Linked DNA regions of Zea mays: regions 1 and 3 are each linked to region 2. The links are chromatin contacts, called in public Hi-C maps. All regions are on one chromosome and are shown on one strand. The core of a region is the stretch at or near the end of the contact, and the rest is flanking DNA. Distances in the headings are between cores, read along the strand shown.

Region 1 (4,629 bases), core at 260-2,759, 670 kb after region 2:
GGTCTGCATGATATTGATGGTTGCAATGTAGTGGTAAAACAGGTAGATTAAAATAACAAAATGTATATGTATAGCCAGGATCACCAATGAATTACAAAATCTTTTTTCATAACAATATAACACATTTATATATAAGTTATCATGATATTAATATGTTCCCATTGCAACGCACGGGAACTAACCTAGTAATTAATTAATTTATTACCTCCTTTCGACGAACCAGCCGGCACCAAAAGATGGATCACCGTGCACGGAGCGTGCGTCCGTTGCGGGAAACGACGGGGATCTAGGCGACGCCGTGACGGTGATGCTCCCGTTCACGTTTCGCAGCTTTCGCTGCACCCCTTTGATTCACGGTGGCCCCACAGAAAAGCCCATGTCCACGGGGCCCACTCCCGGGTCCGGACACGCGCCGAGGGAGAGGGGCTCCCAGATTTTCTAGGGACTGCTACCTTCTTTTTTTAGATAAATAATAGACCAAAATCCGGTTTTACTATTTCGAGGGTAAGCGCAAATTCACATAACTTAAAAAAAAATCTAAAACATCTCACAAAACATAACAAAATTATAAGTCTAGAAGACTTAATAACTCCCCTACTCATCAGCGACTCAAACTCACTTTAAAAAACGGCTCATTACAACTCAATCCTATTTAAAAACCTCCAACCCTGATAAGCAAAAAACTGCGTGGCCACCAACTTCAGATAACGACAGATTTTAATTAAAAGATCAGCTGCTTCTTCACTTTTCTGTAGCTGCGTCTAGAGTCTGAGCCAATGAGTTCCTCCAAATAAAACCTGCAAATAAGTCAACATATGTACTTTGTTAAATATTAATTCATTTCTACTTATTCAAATAGCACAGCACATGCTGAGACACCATAATAATCAAATTCTTAGTATTTAGATCCATCTCATCAACCAACTCCAAAGATATGTTTGACAGTTCTTAGTATTTAGGGACTGCTGCCGAGTACGTTCCTTCAGATCCTCTTTGGTTCTTCCTTTTCTATTTTATTTATATTGTCACTTTACTAGACCATAGTAAGAGAGAATTCTCTTTTGTGTTAATTAACCACCCACACCGTACAAATTGAGCAAGCCTTTGTTATCTCCACATACATGTATATTAATATAAGATACATATATCTCGTTTTTAAAAGAAATATCGCATTGGTTTATTATTTTAAGACTAGTTTGTAAACTCTATTTTTCTGAGAAATTCCTATTTTTCAAGAGAAAATAAACTAATTTCTTTGAAAAAATGTAAAACTTTTGATAAAATAGGATTGTCAAACTAGACCTTATTATATGTATATGTATATGTATAAAGTATCACTGTGAAAGTATGAAAAAAGTTTAGTTCTTTTCTTTTGGTGAATATAAGAGTATAAATAATAAAAAGTGGAATAGTATAGTGCCTGAAAAGCGGCAACTAGATCGTGTTTGCCAGTACGCGGGCCCCACAGAAAAAGCCCACGTCCGCCTCCCGCTGCGAAAAAACGACACGGGCCGAGTGGACGACGGTGGCCGGACGCAGACGCAGACGCTTCCGGCTGTGAAAAAACGCACGCTCCGACCCCGCCGTCCGCCGATCCGAGGCTCCGGCCCCACTCTGTCAGCGTCACTGCGTGAGCGAGCGGGCGGCGTGCGTGATCCGGACCCGCCCCTCCTCACACCGTCGCGCACGGGAGCCAAGACGAGCCGCGCTCCGTCGCATCCACCTCGTCTCGTCACACACTCCACTCGAACGCACTACTTGATCGGCCAAAGCCAAACGAACTGGGCTCCCTCCCCTCCACTTCCTCTCCCCATGGCGCAGCAGCTCCCCTGCGTCTCGTCGCCGCGCCCGCTGCTCGCCGTGCCCGCGGGCCGGTGGCGCGCCGGCGTGCGGGGCCGGCCCAATGTGGCGGGACTGGGGCGGGGGCGGCTGTCTCTCCACGCCGCCGCCGCGCGGCCCGTGGCCGAGGCGGTGCAGGCGGAGGAGGACGACGACGACGACGACGAGGAGGTGGCCGAGGAGAGGTTCGCGCTGGGCGGCGCGTGCCGGGTGCTCGCGGGAATGCCCGCGCCGCTCGGCGCCACCGCGCTCCGCGGCGGTGTCAACTTCGCCGTCTACTCCAGCGGTGCCTCCGCCGCGTCGCTGTGCCTCTTCGCTCCCGGCGACCTCAAGGCGGTGAGCATCCCCCACCCCTAGTCTTTGATGAATGCAATTTCTGCAACGCGTGCTGCGATCCTTCTGTGTCGTTCTTCTTCTCTTTTGGAATTTGAATGGAAGGGAAGTCGGCTTCATAACTTACTCCTCTATTTCTCTCTCTCTCGAATAACTTGCTTCTCCGATGCTGTACGCTAATTTGTTTGGCTTCATAGCATACGCCGGTGCTGAAATGGACTGAGTTCTCTGTATTCCTGGTATGATGCAGGATAGGGTGACCGAGGAGGTGCCCCTCGATCCCCTGCTCAACCGAACGGGAAACGTGTGGCACGTGTTCATCCACGGGGACCAGCTGCACGGCATGCTCTACGGATACAGGTTCGATGGCGTGTTCGCCCCTGAGCGCGGACAGTACTACGATGTGTCCAACGTTGTGGTGGATCCATACGCTAAGGTGACGGGCTGTTGTCCTTTACTTTGGCTATGCGTGTGAGCTGTGACACACTCAGAAACTGATTGCTGGGTGCTTGCTCATGTTTTAGTTGTTTACTTCTTCTTGTTGTTGTTTTCTCTAGGCAGTGGTAAGCCGAGGTGAATATGGTGTGCCTGCGCCTGGTGGTAGTTGTTGGCCTCAAATGGCTGGTATGATCCCTCTTCCCTATAATAAGGTAAGCCAGAACTACTCTCGCTCACACTACCTTCCTGTTTGCTTTCATGCTGTATCCTTCTCTTCCAGTTTTATGTCCCCATGTCTGACTCACTCACGATTAAACAATAAAAAGAAACCACCGCATATATTTGGTCATTGATGATTTGAAAAGTCCGATGAACTAACTGAACAAAGCGCTAGAACTATCAACTGTAGGTTAGGATCATTGGTTCTGTTACTTAGTTTCTCGTTTGCAGGTTCAAATGGAGTGAAGTTATATTTACTGCGTATTCATGTTGTCTTTGTTATTTCATTTCGTATGATAAGGGTTTGCATTTGCAGTTTGATTGGCAAGGTGACCTACCCCTTGGGTACCATCAGAAGGACCTTGTCATATATGAAATGCATTTGCGTGGATTCACAAAGCACAACTCAAGCAAGACAAAACACCCAGGAACTTACATTGGTGCTGTGTCAAAGCTTGACCATCTAAAGGTACTGTTACGAACAGACTAGCTATAAGTCTGCGAAAGTGTCCTCATGCATTTGTTTAGGTTTTGCAACTATGCCAAGTAATGCTGCCCTAGTCTATTAGTTCATAGGCATAAACACAGATTTTACTTTGTGCTTACATAAATGTTTTTGCTCAGTAAACTTGTCAGTGGTATTGGTCGTCTTAGACTTTTTGGCATGTGTTTGTTGTTGGAATATAATATAAGTGAATTGTCAACCTTCTCCTATCAGCTTAAGCTTTTGGATAGAAAGAATTGGTTGGTGCATGTAACTTAATATGGTATTAAAGACAGAGGTCATGAATTCGAATCCTGACTAGCACAATTAAATAAAACCCAAAAGCTTAAGCTTATAGGAAGAGATGGATAATTCACTTATATTATATTCTAACATTTATGACTAAACTCTTTGTTTGACCTGCATAAACTCCCTTCACAGGAACTTGGAGTGAACTGTATAGAGCTAATGCCCTGCCATGAGTTCAATGAGCTAGAGTACTTCAGCTCCTCTTCGAAGTATGTGGATTTGGATTACAGTATATAGATGCCATCAGTTTTATAGGACTCTGGAACTGATATCTTTTTGTTTCATTGAGCATGATCGTATATGACCTTTTCGTTCTATTTTCCATGATATTTCCCCCATTTCCAGATTTGCTAGTGTGATCTCCAATTTTGTGCCTTACCCTTATAGCTTGATCACAACTGACTTATATTCATATATTGACACATTATTTCATATAATTGTTCATCCTTGTGCCAGGATGAACTTCTGGGGATATTCCACAATAAATTTTTTCTCACCAATGGCAAGATATTCTTCAAGTGGCATAAGAGACTCTGGATGTGGTGCCATAAATGAATTTAAAGCTTTTGTAAGGGAGGCCCACAAACGGGGAATTGAGGTAACCAAGCCAATTTAAGTTAATGGCTGAATGCTAACCGAAATAAGAGCTTCCTTATATCATTTTTGACATGGAGATATGTCACTATTAGGTGATCATGGATGTTGTCTTCAATCATACAGCTGAAGGTAATGAGAAAGGCCCAATATTATCCTTTAGGGGGATAGATAATAGTACATACTACATGCTTGCACCTAAGGTGAGATACATTATTCATCTTGTAATCGTTCTTTCATGGACCACAAAGTATTTATGTATTCCATTTCATAGATTCACGTCTATATAACAAGCTATTTGAAGAGCATTTATTTGTGCAGGGAGAGTTTTATAATTATTCTGGTTGTGGAAATACCTTCAATTGTAATCATCCTGTAGTCCGTGAATTTATAGTGGATTGCTTGAGGTACAA
Region 2 (4,260 bases), core at 182-2,681:
TTTCCATAGGTACATAGATAGCTGGATCTGAAAACGCCTGTAAAAGGGTTCTGAACCATCTCTACTACACAGGCTATTTGTACTAGTTGATATGTCGGGGACTAAGGGCCTGTTTGTTTACCCCCGAGATTATATAATTTGGATTAAATAATCTTAAGAGGCAAACAAACAGTCCAGCTTATTTGACTAGATTATATAATCTAACCCCTTGGATTATGATAATCCATAAGCAAGTGAGGAGGTGCTTATTTCAGATTATTTTTTTCCCACTTCCCCACTACCCTTTCAAGTTTCCTAGAAATTACCCACCATTGCCATTATAATCCACCGAATCGTTTTTGCGCCTAGTACTAGTCAATTTGGGGATGAAGAAGGTGACATGAATGCCTTCCGTGATAATATTGCTAATGCAATATTTGCCAATGTCAATTGATTTTTTTTTTCATATATGAGTTTCAACCTAGTACAAATATAAAGGGCATTCTTGTCTTTCTCATACAAAAAAATCTTATTAACAACTCAAATAATCTGGGTAAACAAACAGGACTACCGAGATTATATAATCCAGATTATATAATCCTCCAAAAATAATCCAGATTATATAATCCATGGGGGTAAACAAACAGGCCCTAAAAGGGTCCGTCGTCGCCTGTCAACTCAACCGCACCACGCACTTTGGGTACACCAAACCAAACCGCCGCTGCAGAATCGCAACGGATCCACTCACGTAGGTCTGGAACTGGAACAAGTATACGTCGGTCCGCAACAGAGACGGCACGGTGGTTGCGCGGTGGTTTGCCTTGCGATTTGCATGCATGCATGCATCACGATAATAATCGGCTGCACCCACCGGACACCGGCAGAGCAAGCAACTCGCTACCTAATCCTAATAATCGGCTGCAGCCACCGTACCTAATGACACCCTGCAGCAAAAGCAAGCATGCACGCAGCAGCAGGACGCGCGCCATCACTGAGACCCACCCGCTACGCGTCGCCGTCTCCCAGCCGCCATCCCTCCCCGCTAGCTACTATTCGCTAACGGCTAACCCTTTCTCTCTGCTCGCCTCGCCATTACTGTTCGGACTGAGCTCTGCCTGCTGGAGCCTGGACTACATCGTGATGATGGCGGAGGTGCCTGCGCTCCTCTTTAACAATTTCTCCCTTCCTTTCCTTCTTTCTTTCTTTCTTTTATGCCCGTCTCCTTTTCTTAATCTTTTTTCCCCTGACGAGCGTTCGAGCGCGCGAAGCCCTGGGCCTGCGCGTATCTTCCTGCAGGGTTTCATTTCGTCCTCCCGGCCCCTCCCTCTCTTTATTAGCTTTCCTAATGATTTCCTCTGGCCTCAGCTCGAGCTCGCTCGTGCGTGGGCCAATATAATCCTCCACAAATCCCACCCCGCCTCTCATCACGGCCTCCCCTCCCCTGGTACTATACGCGTGTTCCGCCGCGAGCTCCATTAGCGCGGCTAGCTCCCATGCTCATCGCTTTCGCTGACCTTTGAGAGCCATATTCTGTTCCTCCTCCTCCTCCTCCTCCTTCAGTTGGTAGCGCTCGTCATCATTCCAGGCAGCAAGATCGCATGACACACAGCTGAAGCTCGGCTTTGGCGCTTCTTGGTGACCGAAGCACGCGCAGCATCCATCCGCCATGGAGAGTGCCGGCGGACGACCAGAGGCGGCGGCGGCGGCGGTGCTCAAGGTCAAGGGAAGAGACGCCGGAAGAAGACCGAACGGGGCTCACTCGTCTTCTTCCTGCCTGCAACACCGACACTCCAGAAGGTTAGTTAGCATCAAGCATGAAGCACCCATTCTGGCTTTTTTTAGTTATTCACTTATTCCTTGTTTCTTTCTTTCTTTCTTTCTTTTTTCCAGCGAAACTGACCGTATGTTCCTTATATTATTATATACACTGCAATTCTCTGTGCCCTGTCTTTGTCGATCACTTCACTTCGCTTCAGTTGATATGGACCGCTCAGCAACGCTGAAACTTTGTGTTCTAGGCTTCTGCTGTACTTCCAGAGCTGTTTTTTTTTTCCAGCTACCGCTGTTCGATCCCTTTTCTGTCGGTGAATACTGAATAGCAAGACAGACACTTCAGCTGCACTTCCAGAGCCATTTTTCCAGCTCCGTGTCATCTGCTTGCTAGTTGCTACCATGTTTCTGGCGCCATTCTACTGGAAAAAAAAATAAAGAAAGAAAGATCATAGTTATCCAGTCGTCAGTAGCTTTAAACCACGCACCGATCCTCTTGTTGGCTCGGTGGTGTCCTTCTGACCTCAACCAGTCATTGTGTTTTTTTTTTCCAGAACAACGAGCGCGTCGTACGTAAATGCTCCCGACGTGTCGCCGCGACTCTCCGCCGGTCACATACCTGTGGGTAACCTAACCCGCCTTCGGTTCTTGCTCATGTTCGTCAAACTGACATACTGAAAGCTCGCGTCTTCCACGCCTTTTATTTCCATGCATGGTTGCGCAGGCGGCCATCAGTCGCAGTGAGGTGCTCGACGACACAAGGCGTTCGCTCGACCTCCCTGACCAGTTTCCCGAGCATCGCGTCGCCGCAGCCACAGAGAGAGCTGAAAGAAGCGGTTCGAAGGTTAGTGTTAGCTGGCTCATGATCTTGGAGGGCCAGGGCCTAGCTGTTTTTTCTTTCTTTCCAAAAGCTGTTATTAGAGTGCAGGTCTTCCGACTTCCGTCCATGCTTTATTACCAATCACATTCCTGGCTGTTATCCATCTCTTGTGCCAGCACAATGATGCTTTGTCATATCTAGGGAGAAGTGAGTAAAAGCCATGAGTGATGATTATGCTTCTCTTCTTCTTTTCCTTCTTAATGACGTACTGCCAGTACGTACGTGCTGTTGTCAGGGAACTGTATCCGAATTCCAAATTTTGAACATGATTTAGCAAGACAGACAGAGAGAAAGAGAATAGTTGACTAGTTGTAAACTTGTAATGTATGGATCATGCCTTTCATTCGATGGCTACTGATCTTGCTTCGAGCGCAGTCTGCCGCGGACCTGGCCTGGGAGATAGCCGTCCTGGAGGAGCAAGTCGTCCGCAAGGAGCTGCACCTGCTGTCCCTGTACAGAGCCGCGTTCGACCAGTACCTCGGCGTCTCCCCTCGCGCGTCTGCTCAGGTACGCAACCACAACCACCCGTCACCTCTGCAAACGGGAGCACATCAATGTCCGGAGGTCAGTCATGCCGCACTCTAAAGGAAACGGACAAAACAGTTACGTTATGACCCAATCATATGTGGAGCAGGAACCGCGCCATGAGCGCAGCAGCAGAAGGGCTACTGCTGCTGACGACGAAGGCGCCCTTCGCCTGAGGAGCATCAAGGAGTCTGCGTCCTACAGCCTACCAACGCTCTCCGATTCTAAACGCGTAGTATGAGCAGCGTCTCTTCTCTCCGACCAATCCTTCCACCTTTGGCTCTGTTTCTACTACCAGCTGGTTCTTGAGTGTTGACTGTTGACGACAGAAACCATCTGATCTAACACACGGCTCTTGGTGGTGTTCTGCTGAAGCACGCGCAGGAGCTCTCCAGGTGCTCCTCAGGGCGGTCCAGCCTGGCCAACTTCCTGAGCGCCTCGATCGCTGAGTACGTGCCTAAGATCTCGTGCAAGCTCTCGGAGGACATACTGCGGTGCGTCTCCGCCGTCTACTGCAAGCTCGCGAGCAGGCCGCTGTCGCAGGAGGAGGAGGAGGCGAGGTCCGAGACGCCGCCGTTCACGCCTTCTCTCTCGGTCTCGTCCGCGTCGAGCTCCTTCTCCCTCAAGAAGCAGCACCCCGTCCGTGGCTGGAGCCCTCGGTGCTACTACAACGCCGACGCGACTGCGACCCCGGACGCGTACGCTTCGTCCGGCGGGAGCAGTGGGCGGTACAGTGGGGTGATGGTTTTCCCAGGGATACATGTAGACGAGGAGAAGTTTGAGTATGCCTGCAAAATGCTGGACACTATCAGGTAAGCAACCATGCAAAAAAAAAAAAAAAGAGGATTAGAACCATGGGAATAGGAAAATGTTTGATTAAATTACAGGTGGTATTTTGTGACCCAGTAGATCGCTGATCAAACGGCTGGAGAAGATTGATCCTAGAAAGATGGCACATGAAGAGCAGCTCTGTTTCTGGGTCAACATCCACAATGCCTTGGTTATGCATGTAAGTTCAGTGCTGTTAACACCTGACGACTTGAAGAATGTTCAGACTTCTAACATCCCTTCTGCAATATGGAAGGCTTTCATGGCCTATGGATTAC
Region 3 (4,240 bases), core at 1,459-3,958, 910 kb before region 2:
TAAGCACAAACAAAAGTTTGCGTGTTGAAGTCTGCGTCCCCTTTTAAACTAGAGGTGCAAACTGAACGTGTTTGTGCAGGTACAGGACAAAAGTGGAGGTCAACGGCATATGGTGGTCCCAAATTGTACTCATGAAACCTCATACAGGACGAGAAACCCTGATCCCCAAAGCCATTGGAGGATAGCATCATCCACATCTATGGATGGTCACCACTGGCAGGCAGAACCCTAATCACAAACACACAGATTCTTCACTTCTTGCTGCTGGAAACAAGACCAAAGGTTCCTTGGACTACCTTTGGTGAGTCCGGAAATTGCAGCAGCCAGGCCCACTAGAGAAACTCACAGTAGTTACCACCCTGTGAACTTTATGATGGCAATTTGGATGGGGGATCTGGATCACCACAAGTCCCGGGCAAACCATATCCATATTTACTATGATGTGCCTCCTTCAGCAGAGCACTGATGACAAACAGAGAAGAATAGTGTGCCAAACGAATCCCCACCCAACAAAAAAAAACTGGAAGGAATAAAAAGGCACAAATATCACGTTCACTACTACTCAGCAGTTTGCACAAAACAAATGCAAAGGGGGGTTCCACTTCCACTAAGTGCACCACACAGGGCCGATCGCACGCATCGTCCACAATATCAACATCATCTTACATGGTTAAAAGGTTCTCTCTCAAAACACTCGCAGTCTCACAAACCAGCTACATGAAGGCTTGGGATGGAGCTCAAGACTGGATTGGCTTGATCTTGAAGTGAAGGTTGATGAGCGAGAACACGAAACACTTCAGATCCTGCATTAAGTGTGGACGTCAGGAGTGCATCTCATTTACAGTGCCATGTCCTGTGCACGACAGAAGTACGAGTTTTTTTCCACCTTACGATGTAGGGGAAGCCAAACATCAACATGATTCACTAAGCTAGCCCAACATAGGGTTAAGAACATGTTCGCATAATCACATTTATATGATTGTGGGATATTATTCAGATTATGTTGATGAAGAGCATGTATATGACACATATAGTATTGTTCCTAAAAAAACATGACAGTATAGATACAACAGTTTCTGAACCATTGAGTATGACATGTACAAAAAACCTAGAAAAGCAAGATCCTTTTAGAAAGAAAAAATGACACATTTTACTGCTAAACCCCAGAAGGAAGCTTTAAAAGGGAAATGCTAATGTGTCTTCACAAGTTCACATAACAAAGATCTTTTTTGTCAGATTTAATGAGCACAAAACAATGGGTTGTATGGAATTAAATGTTGACAAGAAACAGTTTGCCTAAGAGAGGTGACTCTTTTCTTGTTGAGCATTTATATTGTACAGTAATTTTCAGTTTCATATAAAATCAATTATCCTAGAACAGCTAAGGAACATCTTTCTCCTCCAAAGAAACTTGTTCATCTAAAATTATTAAACTTGATATTCCTCTGGTGCCCACAGGTATAAAATAATGATGCCTACTATCATCAACTAGCCTCAGCAGCTAATCAATTCAATTTAACCATTATTTCTCTGCTGCGCATAAGTTCAGCATAAGAACTGATCAGCACAAAAAAAAAAAAGATGATGGAACCATCAGAAGGATCCCAAGTCTGGTGAATATGAACCAATGTCTGGCTAAGGTACAATCTAACATCAAGGTCACAAACAATAGTTCTGAAAGCTACCGGTAGTATAAACTGCACAACGGAACGAACAAGCATATTCTCAGTTGCTTGTCCTCCTTTGTCACAAGTCAGAAGCCAATTTTTGTTCCTTGTTGTCCTGAATTTGAGAATCCAGGTGTCCCCACAAGTCACAAGCACACAAGCAAGGTATTTAGTGCTAGCGTCAAGTTATCAGACACGGAAAAAATATCTATCATACTGATCATGTGCTTGTTATTAATACATTGTCAGGTAGAGCTTAGAACCATGAAAATTCTGGAGGGCCACAGGAAACAAACAATATCTGTATTTGTCATGGTTGAGGGGGAACCTGGACAAGGTAGTAGAAGATCCGGAGGCCCTCCGGGTCCTTGCTGGACTGGACATCGACGAGGGAGCCGATCTTGGAAGTGGTGAATGAAATGTGCTCGTTGCCCATGACGATCTCGAGCTCCTGGCGGCCGATGCGGTCGGGCTCGGGCCAGTTGCTGTCGTCCTCCTTCATGATCTGCGACCGGGGTAGGGGGGTCAACCGACAAACCAATCAAACAGACAAAATGAAACCGGCTCTTCAGCGGCAAAACCTAGCTAGGTTTTCGGTAGAGACCGAGAACACAGTGAAGAAAAGAAAATGGGAGCGCGCATACGTCGGACTCCTGGATGATCCTCCTGGCCTCGCGGAGGACGGAGGGCGAGACGAAGACCTCCTTGCGGATCATGGTGTCGTTCTTGTAGTTGGAGTTGTTGGCGTAGCGGAGCTTGCCGTCGGGGCGGAACTCGAACTCGAGGAACTCGTGCCCGAACTTGCCCTTGTGTCCCACGTAGTAGCGCAGGTAGAACTCGCCCTCGCCCTCGCCAGCGCCGCTGTTCTCGCCGCCGGCCGCCGCCATAGATTTCCTTTTTTTTTCTCCCCTTTGCTGCCCTTCTCGGCGATTGGAACGGAACTGGATTTGGGGTTCTGGAGTGGACGGTGAGGGTGGGCACCGCAAACGTGCTCGCCTCCTCTTCCAGTCTTCCTCCTATCGTGACTCGTGTAGAGTAATCTGCAAATATCCATCAATCTGGGCCGTACGTCTCTTGACCTAACGGAGGAGACAGTTTGCGAATATACCCAAAGTTGGGATTGCGACTATTATCCCAGTCCAAGACTTTGCAATTTGCCCCCTGGTTCATCCTGGAGCTGAAGGAAATCCAGGCTCTCTCTCTCGTCTCTGAATGTCACTTGAGTTTCTTTTATCAGGTGCCACAAAGTTGATACTCAAAAAGATTTCAAATAGCCCTACTCTACTGCAAGCTTTTAGACTTGTCGATTGATGCTAAGGTTTTCCATCTGATTTTATTTTAATAGAGAAATGGCAAGCAGCATAGATTCAACATGAACAAAAAAGGAAAACGATGGAAAATAACACGTTCAAAACGATTGAGATCCCTGATCTGCCTCTTCACATAACAAATCAATACGAATCCGTTGCCAGGCCACAGTGCACAAACTCGCAACAATTTCATTTTGCAGCAGCAAAAGACTGAACCTACAGCTGCGCAGTTTGAGAGACTCTGGGCCGCTTGGAAGCCGCCATCAGCTGGACAAGCGATGGCAGGGGGCGCGGCACCGGCACGTTCATCGACCTGTACAGCCTCCTCAGGCTCGCGTTGAGGCCCTTCGATGATCCGACAACGGTTGAAGAATCGCTCGCCCTTTCAGAGTACTGATGATCAGTGCTCCTCCCAGTTCCTGGTGTAGCGGTGGTGCCATCCTCTAGAACATGCGCAGCTGAGACCATCCCTTCAGTCGCTTCCGTACCTTCGTCAGTAGTCATCTTATGCCTGCAAACTCCCGCCGTCAAACGAGCACGAGCATTCAGGTTTTGTTCTTGCGCCCCCAGTTCAGCCGCTGTGTTCCCTCTGTCATGTTCAGTCTCTACACCTTTCTTTCCACCTTCAGTTAGATCAACTACTTCTACTCCGTCATCAGATTTGATGTCGTTCAGCAGCTCAGATTCATCACAGATCGGATTGTGCTCCCTTGTTGCAGCTTCAGTTAACCCAACCACTTGAATAGGCTTACTATGTCTACAAAACTCAAGCTCAGTTGCAGAATCCTTGGCTTCAAGCTCATCGTCACCAATGATCTCGGCACTCTCATACTCATAGTTCCACAGTTCAGGTTCGTGTTGTGGTAATCCGAACCTTGCGCTTCCGAAAAGCGTGACAGGTGGCTCGACTCTGACCTCGAAATCAACCACTGCTGCTTCTGCACCCTCCTCCGGTGCTTGGCTGATATCATCAGAGGGAGCACAAGCGCTGAACACTTCCTCGCGCTTCTCGACGGCTTCTACTGTCAGCAGCACTGCCTGGGCCGAGCTGGTAACGGTAGACATTCCATCAGATATCCCGAGCAACTTCCAGATGGGATCGTCAGGTCCGAACCGGGACAGGGAGCAGTGCTTCCTCACATAGCTGAGGTCCACCGCCATGCACGGCGGCGTGGTGGAGACGACCCATTTGGGCTTGAGGATCCCCAGCGCCTGCTCCAACTCCTCCCGGGAGGAGTGCATCGACAAGCAGACGTGCCAGAC

What was found. A called contact is a pair of places that touch in the nucleus more often than the background predicts.
Region 1: a Hi-C map of ear shows a contact between it and region 2, with 4 times the contacts expected there. The contact joins the promoter of LOC542318 here to the promoter of LOC100193686 in region 2. A contact is called at or near these places in 5 of 25 Hi-C or Micro-C datasets (bundle sheath, ear, leaf and 2 more).
Region 3: a contact with region 2 is called in a Hi-C map of leaf, with 2.4 times the contacts expected there. The contact joins the promoter of LOC100280575 here to the promoter of LOC100193686 in region 2. A contact is called at or near these places in 3 of 25 Hi-C or Micro-C datasets (ear, leaf and tassel).

Annotation. Positions count from the first base shown.
Region 1 is chr4:43,428,419-43,433,047 of Zm-B73-REFERENCE-NAM-5.0, forward strand. LOC542318 (sugary 1) reads left to right here and starts at 1,510. Exons shown (of 18, transcript XM_008680135.3): 1 at 1,510-2,175; 2 at 2,423-2,608; 3 at 2,730-2,822; 4 at 3,146-3,298; 5 at 3,755-3,831; 6 at 4,079-4,220; 7 at 4,312-4,419; 8 at 4,538-4,623. The coding sequence starts at 1,813.
Region 2 is chr4:42,762,318-42,766,577 of Zm-B73-REFERENCE-NAM-5.0, forward strand. LOC100193686 reads left to right here and starts at 1,432. Exons shown (of 11, transcript NM_001138778.1): 1 at 1,432-1,776; 2 at 2,304-2,370; 3 at 2,474-2,593; 4 at 3,005-3,136; 5 at 3,264-3,389; 6 at 3,539-3,966; 7 at 4,064-4,163; 8 at 4,239-4,260. The coding sequence starts at 1,646.
Region 3 is chr4:41,854,018-41,858,257 of Zm-B73-REFERENCE-NAM-5.0, forward strand. It overlaps LOC100280575, which reads right to left and starts at 2,709. Exons shown (of 3, transcript NM_001153494.1): 1 at 2,312-2,709; 2 at 1,996-2,172; 3 at 533-803. The coding sequence starts at 2,554. The coding sequence ends at 738.